Regions from separate parts of the Lactuca sativa genome. Here region 2 is linked to region 1. The links are chromatin contacts, called in public Hi-C maps. All regions are on one chromosome and are shown on one strand. The core of a region is the stretch at or near the end of the contact, and the rest is flanking DNA. Distances in the headings are between cores, read along the strand shown.

Region 1 (4,163 bases), core at 1,018-3,517:
GCTTCTTGGTAGCGGTCGGTGGAGGAGGACGACGGTGGTGCTAAACCTAATGCATGGAGGAATGAGGTGTTTGACGACGTTGCGCCCATTTGAGCAGCTTTTTGAAGTAGAGCGGTGGCGGAGAGAGCTGGTTGCTGAGTTTGAACGTATTGACGGTGGTGTTGGTGGAGGGTTTGTTCAGGTGGCGGGAATAAGGAGGGGGCGGCGGTGGTGGAACGGTACAAAGAGGAGGATAAAGAGAGGGACATTGGTTCCACCGTGGTGTTCCTGTCAGCTCCGGCTACACCACACATCAGATTAGAGTACGTTGCCGGAGATGATTGAGACGGCGGCAAGACGGAGGATGATGCAAAAATACTTGCAAATACGCCTGTATTGTTGTTACTCGCATTGTTGTTGTTGTTTCCACTAGAGGTTGAGCCACCACTAGCGGTGGTCGTTGTGGTTGTTGGGAGGCATGTCTCCGCCGCCGCCGCTGCCTCCACCACCTCCAATGTCGCCCCCGCCCCCTTCTGGTGCTCTAGTATACCCGTGGATTTTTCCGGCAACTCTGCTACATAAAGAAGAAATTATATAAGAAAAAGTAAAACAAATTTATAAAAAGGTGATGGTAATTGTTTATGATTTAAGTACTCAGAATCTAAAAAAGTTATGAGTATGAACTTTGCTATTACAAGCAAAAGGAAAAGCAGGAACAATCATGGCGTCCTTTTTCATACAAAATCTCTCTTTTTAATTACCTAGCTTTTTAATTCGTCGATCTTCGAGCTCTTTATTAATGGAGTTCTACTTCTACGACCCACTCACTCTCATACACGCTAAAAAGCACGTAGTACTTTGACAAATGCGTTACAACAAACGTAATCATGACAGTGGATACACGACGAATCGCAATTTTGAAAGCGAAAAATAGTGCGCTGTGAAAAAGTTCAATTACAAACCTGAGCTGTGAACGGATTGAACAGGAGAGAGTACGCCGGTGGAAGGAGTATGCGGCGGTGGCGGCGGGCTACACGACGGTGGAAGAATAGCCGCCTGCACTTTCTCAGTTTCTTGTAGATGATTATGATGATTAGAATTAGTAATGGGAAGGCTTGGAGTTTGAGATTGAGATTGAGATCTCGCACTCTCTTGAGCTAATGCATCACAGAAAGCTCTATGCGTAATGAAGCTATCCCTCCTAATCATTATCAAAAACACAATCAGATTGATGATCTCATGGATTAATTCATAGAATTTTGATGAAGAAATTTAACCTAGAAAATAAGGTGCCACAATCACATCTGTATTCCTTTGTACCACACGTTTTCATATGCGCTTTCCAATCGGATTGAACGGCGTACTTCTTCGAGCACCTCTCGCACTTCCACTTTTTCTCGCCGTGCTTCCTGGAGAAGTGCTTTTTGATTCCGGTGAGATCGCCGAGTGCTCTAGACGGATCATGGTGGATGCAGGTTTTCTCCGGACAAACATAAACGCGTTTCCGGATTTCCTTTCCATCTCGCTGTTTTAATTTCCACGGCAAGTTATGACCTCTCCGATGAAGCTGAAGGTTCTGGTCCCGCTGGAATCCTTTGTTGCAGATCTCGCATACGAACCGATTGGTGGCTAGTAGAGTCGTCGGTGATAGTGCGATCACCTCCGCATCTGGATCTGCGACGAAATCAAAATCAAAATCAAAATCAAAACCAAAATCACTTTATATATAATCGCAACACCTTTATATAAACAAAACTAAAATACACGTTTACAGAAAAACATTCGTCAAAGTACCTGGCATTCCTGGAAGATTTCTCTTCTTCTTTATCGGTTGCAGCTCAGGAGGAGGATTAGGTGCTGTTTCGTTACCACCGGATGAACATTCAGTTCCTTCAACTGAAGTTGCAGAAACAGCCATTGCCGAAGAATTCTCAAAATCTACCATAAGTTAAACTCGGAAGCTAACAACAAATACAAACTCTAGCTTCGTAGATTATTTTCGTTCACTTGCAACTGCAAATTCATCTACCTGATCACCAAATGTCTTCTTTAGTTCTTCCTGTTTCCTATTGCTGACTAAAAAGTAAAAACACAGCTCGATTATATCCAGCTGCAGAAGTAATTACAAAACTTTGTAGAATCAAGACCGGAGGTCACGACGGAGATGATGGTGTAACACGGCGGACGTTGTTTTTGCAGGGAGAGAGATGATTCATGAAAGATAAGGATTAAAAATCAAAAACAGGAAGAAAAAAAGAAGACGGGTTTTAAGAGTGGCGGCCGTTAACCATGGTTAATGTGAGGTACTTCGGGCACAAGTTAAGAGTATAGTCATCAATTGGGTTGAAATCTTGGCCGTCCACGTGGTTAAATCAGCGAGAGATTGGCATGTGTCGGAGAAGACGTAGTACTGAGACGCGTTGGTTTTGTCGTTTTGTATTAGACTTTGAAAATGAGTTCACATATACAAGAGTAACACGTAAGGACAAAAAGACCAGGGGTAGTTTCGTCATTTAAGAAATCGCGTACAGACCCCCTTTTAACGTTTTCCTAAATTACCCAATCGACGCATATCTTCTCATACAAATTGTCTTTTTCCTTTCTCGAATACTACTACTACCTTACAATTATTCAATACATAAATAACGACATTTGTTAGTCGTTTTTTATAGTAGTGGTCAAAAGTTTACTTATAAATAATTATCCAGTAATAGATGTTGACACCATGTAATGATTAAATCACACCGATTTACCTCTTAAATATATGTGAACTGTGCTTGCGAAATGGACTTGTTGTGAAATGATAAACCCTATTGTGCAATGTTGGGTTGGGGACACTTTCCATTGGTCAATTTATTGTATCAATACTTTGACAAAAGAAAAATTAGTCTAGTCACACTTTGTAACTATTATTTTACAATTCATTGTGAAACGTTTTTCTAAAAAAAGAAAAAACATATATCTATTGTAAATGTTTTTATATGTATGTAAAACTAGCAGTTTATATATTTTCAAACCGATCCATTTACTTTTACTAGCTATTATTTAATTGACTAATCCTTTATATTAGAATGGTTGAAGAGTCAAATGGTTTGACAATTCCTCATAGGGAGATGAATTGAGAGAATTTTGAATTAGAACTTTAGATTTTTGTTCATCCCTCGCCGCAATAGTATACTTATTTATATATTTAAATACTTTGAGTTTATCTATAAAATATATATGTACTAATATTAATTGTCATGGTAGTGGCTCAATATGTAAGCCATTAAAGGTCTCAAGTTTATACCTTATGTGTTTCAATCAATGGATGATTAAGAGAAAGGTATGTGACATAGTCCTAAAAAGGTTTGCTTAGTATCATAACCAAATGTGAGCCGTCTTCCCCAAACATTGCAATATTGAGGAGCCCTAATGGGTCGTGGAAACCAATTTTTATATAATGATATGTATTTTTTAAAGTAGTATTTTTAAACACATTATATAAGATTAATAGTAAATTATGCATAAAAATTTTAATGGTAAATTATAATACAAAAGAAGTTTAATGATATAATGTGTACATAATAAACAGAAAAATTCATATTATCTGTCACGTAGCATGCTATGTGGCCGGTGACCTACTAATATTGGTAACACAACGATATTTTTTGAATACAAGATAAAGTTTAGTGATCATACATATACACAAAGTATAGATAGTGTTGGTTGTCAAAACCAATAAATGAAAGGGGTATGGATCATTCACACTCTCACCATGGCTTGTGATAGCGGTAAGTAAGGTTGTCTCAATAGAGATTCAGGTTAAACGATAATATGTCCAAGTCCAATCAAAATTGAGGGTTTTGAATTTCAATAAAAATAATAATTTTGTATGTAATAAACATGCAATAAAAAGGGAATGAAAATCATCAATTGAGAAGGAATCCAACTTTAAGTCTATTACACTTGGTATGATCACTAACTCGGATGATGTAGGTTGTTTGATTCACAATTTAGGTTGTTACTAGGCATTAAAAAGTTCTTATACCAAAATACTTGTAAAATATTTAGTTAAAACAAGTTCTATAACTAAGCCTAATCTAACTAATCAAGCTCAAACAAGTTCTTGAATTATGACCGAAAGATCGCATTAAGCAAAAAAGTTTCCCGAAAATGTTTCCCCTTTCGCTTGAGTTCGTAAA
Region 2 (4,163 bases), core at 928-3,427, 770 kb before region 1:
AATTATACCTGATTTGTGAGTGCGATAATGCAAGCAGTTGAGGATCCTTTAGCTTTAGTGTTGGTGTAAGCTTTTTCCAAAACCCTAGTGGGATCAACAGAGCCTTTAGGTTCATCTTGTATTGCATTTACTGAATTTGACATAAGTTCACGTGCGTATTTCCCAGCATCAATACCAAGGTCAGCCCACCCACCTACCCCATCTGCTACCCCTATCGCTTGTTCATCAGAACATATGAAATGTGCATCTTCGCCACCTGTCTCCTCCTTCTCAGGGTGGGGTAGATAACATGATCCAGAAACCAGCTTCAATGATCTATCTGATAACGCCTTTCTGTAATCATGAGATTGTTTTATTTTAACATTCTTAAAGAATGTCAGAAAAGGGAAAAAAAAAAAAAAAAAAAGAAACATTACCTATCACTGTTGGAAGAAGATGTAACCCGATCATCACACAGAGAGTTGTTGTCTGAGAACATATCAGGGGCAGTTTCGGAATTTAGAAAAGTTGGGGATGAGATGTGGAAGCTTTTCCAGTCGATATCAAGAAACGGGTTGGAGATGCCGTTTGCTTTGGCAACATGGTAGATGAAGTATCCGTAAAGAGAGAAGCTTTCTGATTCTTTATTGTTTCTTGAATTCATGGTGATCTTGTGATAACTATGGAAACCTCGGGTAGGAAAAGAAAGATTGGAATTATCGATGAGGTGTCCATGTGTGGAAGCTAAGTTGTGTAATGATCCACCCCCTAGTAAAGATCTTGAAATTGAAAGAGACATGGGAATGTGATGATTGGTGATAACAGATTGGAAATGATTAGGATTGGATAGCAGATTGTCTGCGTGATAGCCACAGACTTGAAATGAAGGTCCGGATACAGATGGGGTTGAGAATGTTCTTGAAAGAGCTCCAAGAACAGAAAGGTTGTTCTTTTTACTTGTTTGTAAGTTCAATTGAGAAGCACATGCAGAATAGTGTTGAAGAAGGGTATTTAGGTCACCAGGTTCTAGAAATGGTACAGAGTAGAATCTTGGGTTACCAAATAAAGTTTTCCCATGGCAGAGAAGAACTTCAAATGAGCCCTGAAGGGTGCTTTCTAGAGTTATATTGGTTCTGTGAATCCCCTGACTGAATGAACCTCTAAGTCTTGAAAGATATTTATATGGCATCTTGCCTTTGCCTTTGCCTTTGCAACAGTATGTGTAGAAGTAATATCACAGCATGAAAGGTATAATCTCATAACTCCAAGCACATTTATCTTTGGGATCCAATCCAACCAACTCCCTCTGAGTATATGTAAAAACCTGGTTTAAAAATAGTCTTTCATAATCAAGTTATGCAAATTGCTAAGTATCAAAACAGTGACAAAAATATTTAACAGAAAAGATGAAGGCATTTGTATAAATGAAAAACTACCGTTTTGTGGATAACTTTGTTAGTAATTAGCTAAGGTAAACCAAGAACAGACAATTTACTTTTCTTTTATTTGGTTGCTTTTGCTTCCATGTTTGATCTATTCAAGAAATTCAAATATTCTAAGGTCCTCTATATGCTGGTACAATTCCTCGTAATAATAACATTCAACAGTTTGCAATTTGATTGTGGTGGTGACCTCAACTCTTATCGCAAATCCCTTCGTGATGTTAAACTTTCGTTATTTGCTCTTTTCGCCTAACTAATTACTAGTAGCACATCAATTTGTACACATAAGATCAATAATCCTCTCTGTCGAACATTAATTTTCAACCCTAAGAAGGAAAGCACGACACATCTGTCCGAGATGAATTCCCTACTCGACAAATACTGATGTATCATACGTAGACGAACGGGAAATACTGATTCGCTGAAGAATGAAAGAAACTATGGAACTAACTAATCGATTTCAAATTCGTTTAATTCGTCAACAGAAAAAGGATTTCAATGTAACAGAGATGAAAATAGTTGACAATATCATGCAAGTAAAGATTACCTTGTGACTGTGGAGAAACGATGAGCTACGAGTTCACGGCTGACTGCGAATATCGATGTCAATAGAGGCGAAGAAGGCGGCGGCTCCGGGCTTTTGGGGTGTGATTAAAGCCCTAACCTCACGTTGAAAAAGACCGGAGATCCGGGTGATGGCGGAGGATATAACATAAAGGCCGAGGGTAATATAGTAATTTAAGAAACAAGTCGGTCCGAACAAAATCCAAAACTAGGGACATTTGGCAGAACGAATAGCACAAAGTGAAAATGAAATGAATAGAATTGGATCTGCATAAAGGGAATTGAATATATATATCCAATTGTTTGGCATGTATAAGTTACACTTCGCATTGTATTCGGGTATATCAACATGTTAGAACAAAAAAACAATTTATTTCTAATTTAATATGTTTATATAAATTGATTGAGATTTTCAATACAATATAGTTAGATAAATTGTTTGATCTTTGGGTTGAGGTATTTTACTCAATACAATATAGTTAGATAAATTGTTTGATCTTTGGGTTGAGGTATTTACCTTAATTGGTCGTGTGTAAATACGGATTCCAACATATTGACTTGATTTTACAGTAGGTTTTAAAATTATACTTTTAATTTTATTAATAAACCGATATATACTAATACGTCCGTCTCAAATTAATTGTTCAAGTTTTTATTTTTCAACTTTAACCTTAAATATTTTTTTTTTTGATAGATAATACTTGATGCAAAATTTATGAATAAATTGTATTTTAAATGTCTTTTTATTGTTATAAGTTTTTATCAATTAATATATAACACAAATAAAAATATTTAAAGTCAAAGCTGAAGAAAAAAACTTCAAAAGTCGAAAATAGACAATTAACTTTAAGTATTTTGTGTGTATAATAAAAATGTGTATAAATAACATGAAAACCACTAATATTCATTATATAGGCTAAGAAAGTAATTACACTTGGCCTTGGTTAAACGTGACAACACTTGATGGTTTTAAAACTTGAAGACTAATATGATCCTAGCACATTAATCACTAACAAAACCTTGATCATTAACTTGAACACGATTATATATATATATATATATATATATATATATATATATATATATATATATATATATAGGGTTAGGTTATTTTGTTTTCACTATCTATTGTGTGCATGTGTGAGTGATTCTGGACCAATCATTTTAGTTATATTAAGAAAGTAATTAATACATATTAAATGTTGAAAATATAATGGGTATTAATTACATCTTCAGCATTTAATATGCATTAATTACTTTTTTAAAATAACTAAAATAATTGGTCCAGAATCAATTATACATGCACACAATAGATAGTGAAAACATTTGAACCTAACTCTCTCTCTCTCTCTCTCTATATATATATATATATATATATATATATATATATATATATATATATATATATATATATATATTGTTAGTGAAAACAGACGATACTTGTCAGGACTCAAAACAAATATGATACCACTTGCCAAGTTCTGATGACCCCTGTTAGGAAGTAATGCAGATAACAAGCAAAACTATAAGCACACAAAGACATAGTATTTACGTATTCGGTTAAGGTAACCTATGTCCACGGGCAGGAAGGGAATATTCTTTATTTCAGAGTTCTCAAACAGAGGTTATAAGTACAATTCACCAGAGATTCGTTTTACTCACTAAGAATACAAGATACAAGACACGAGACAAATGACTCTGCATGCATCCCTATTTATACTTGAGGGATCAGACCTAAAACTCTAATGGGCCAAGCCCATTGGGCCATAGGCCCATGAATGGTGACAACCAATCATATTCCGCCATGTAGCATCTTCTGGAACATTCTTCCATGTCATACAACCCATGAGCAACAGCAACACACATGATGGAACACCTTGTGCCATAGTGGATCATCACGATGTACAAGTGGTGCATCATAAACACTAATGGCCCAACATTGTGACGACTCGCAGTTACGGGTCAATCAAAATCAAACAACTCAATAAAAGTCAACTGATTAGGGCATGAATTTTAGGTGTATACTTTGTTTTAGGGTTTTCGATTTAGGGCCAAAAACTCTATGATTTCGCTTTTAGAGTTTTCGGTTTGGGGCCAAAAACTCTATGATCTCAGTGACACTGGACCAAAATCACTAGGTGATTTCGGTTTTTCGGTGGGAAAGAAAAGAAGAAAAGA

What was found. A called contact is a pair of places that touch in the nucleus more often than the background predicts.
Region 2: a contact with region 1 is called in a Hi-C map of leaf, with 5 times the contacts expected there. The contact joins the promoter of LOC111913803 here to the promoter of LOC111913799 in region 1. A contact is called at or near these places in 3 of 4 Hi-C or Micro-C datasets (leaf and seed).

What each region holds. Positions count from the first base shown.
Region 1 is chr4:228,592,810-228,596,972 of Lsat_Salinas_v11, reverse strand. It overlaps LOC111913799 (zinc finger protein GAI-ASSOCIATED FACTOR 1), which reads right to left and starts at 2,267. Exons shown (of 4, transcript XM_023909509.3): 1 at 1,774-2,267; 2 at 1,257-1,653; 3 at 942-1,180; 4 at 1-553. The coding sequence starts at 1,924.
Region 2 is chr4:229,360,960-229,365,122 of Lsat_Salinas_v11, reverse strand. It overlaps LOC111913803 (probable protein phosphatase 2C 55), which reads right to left and starts at 2,177. Exons shown (of 6, transcript XM_023909513.3): 1 at 1,969-2,177; 2 at 417-1,285; 3 at 9-333. The coding sequence starts at 1,168.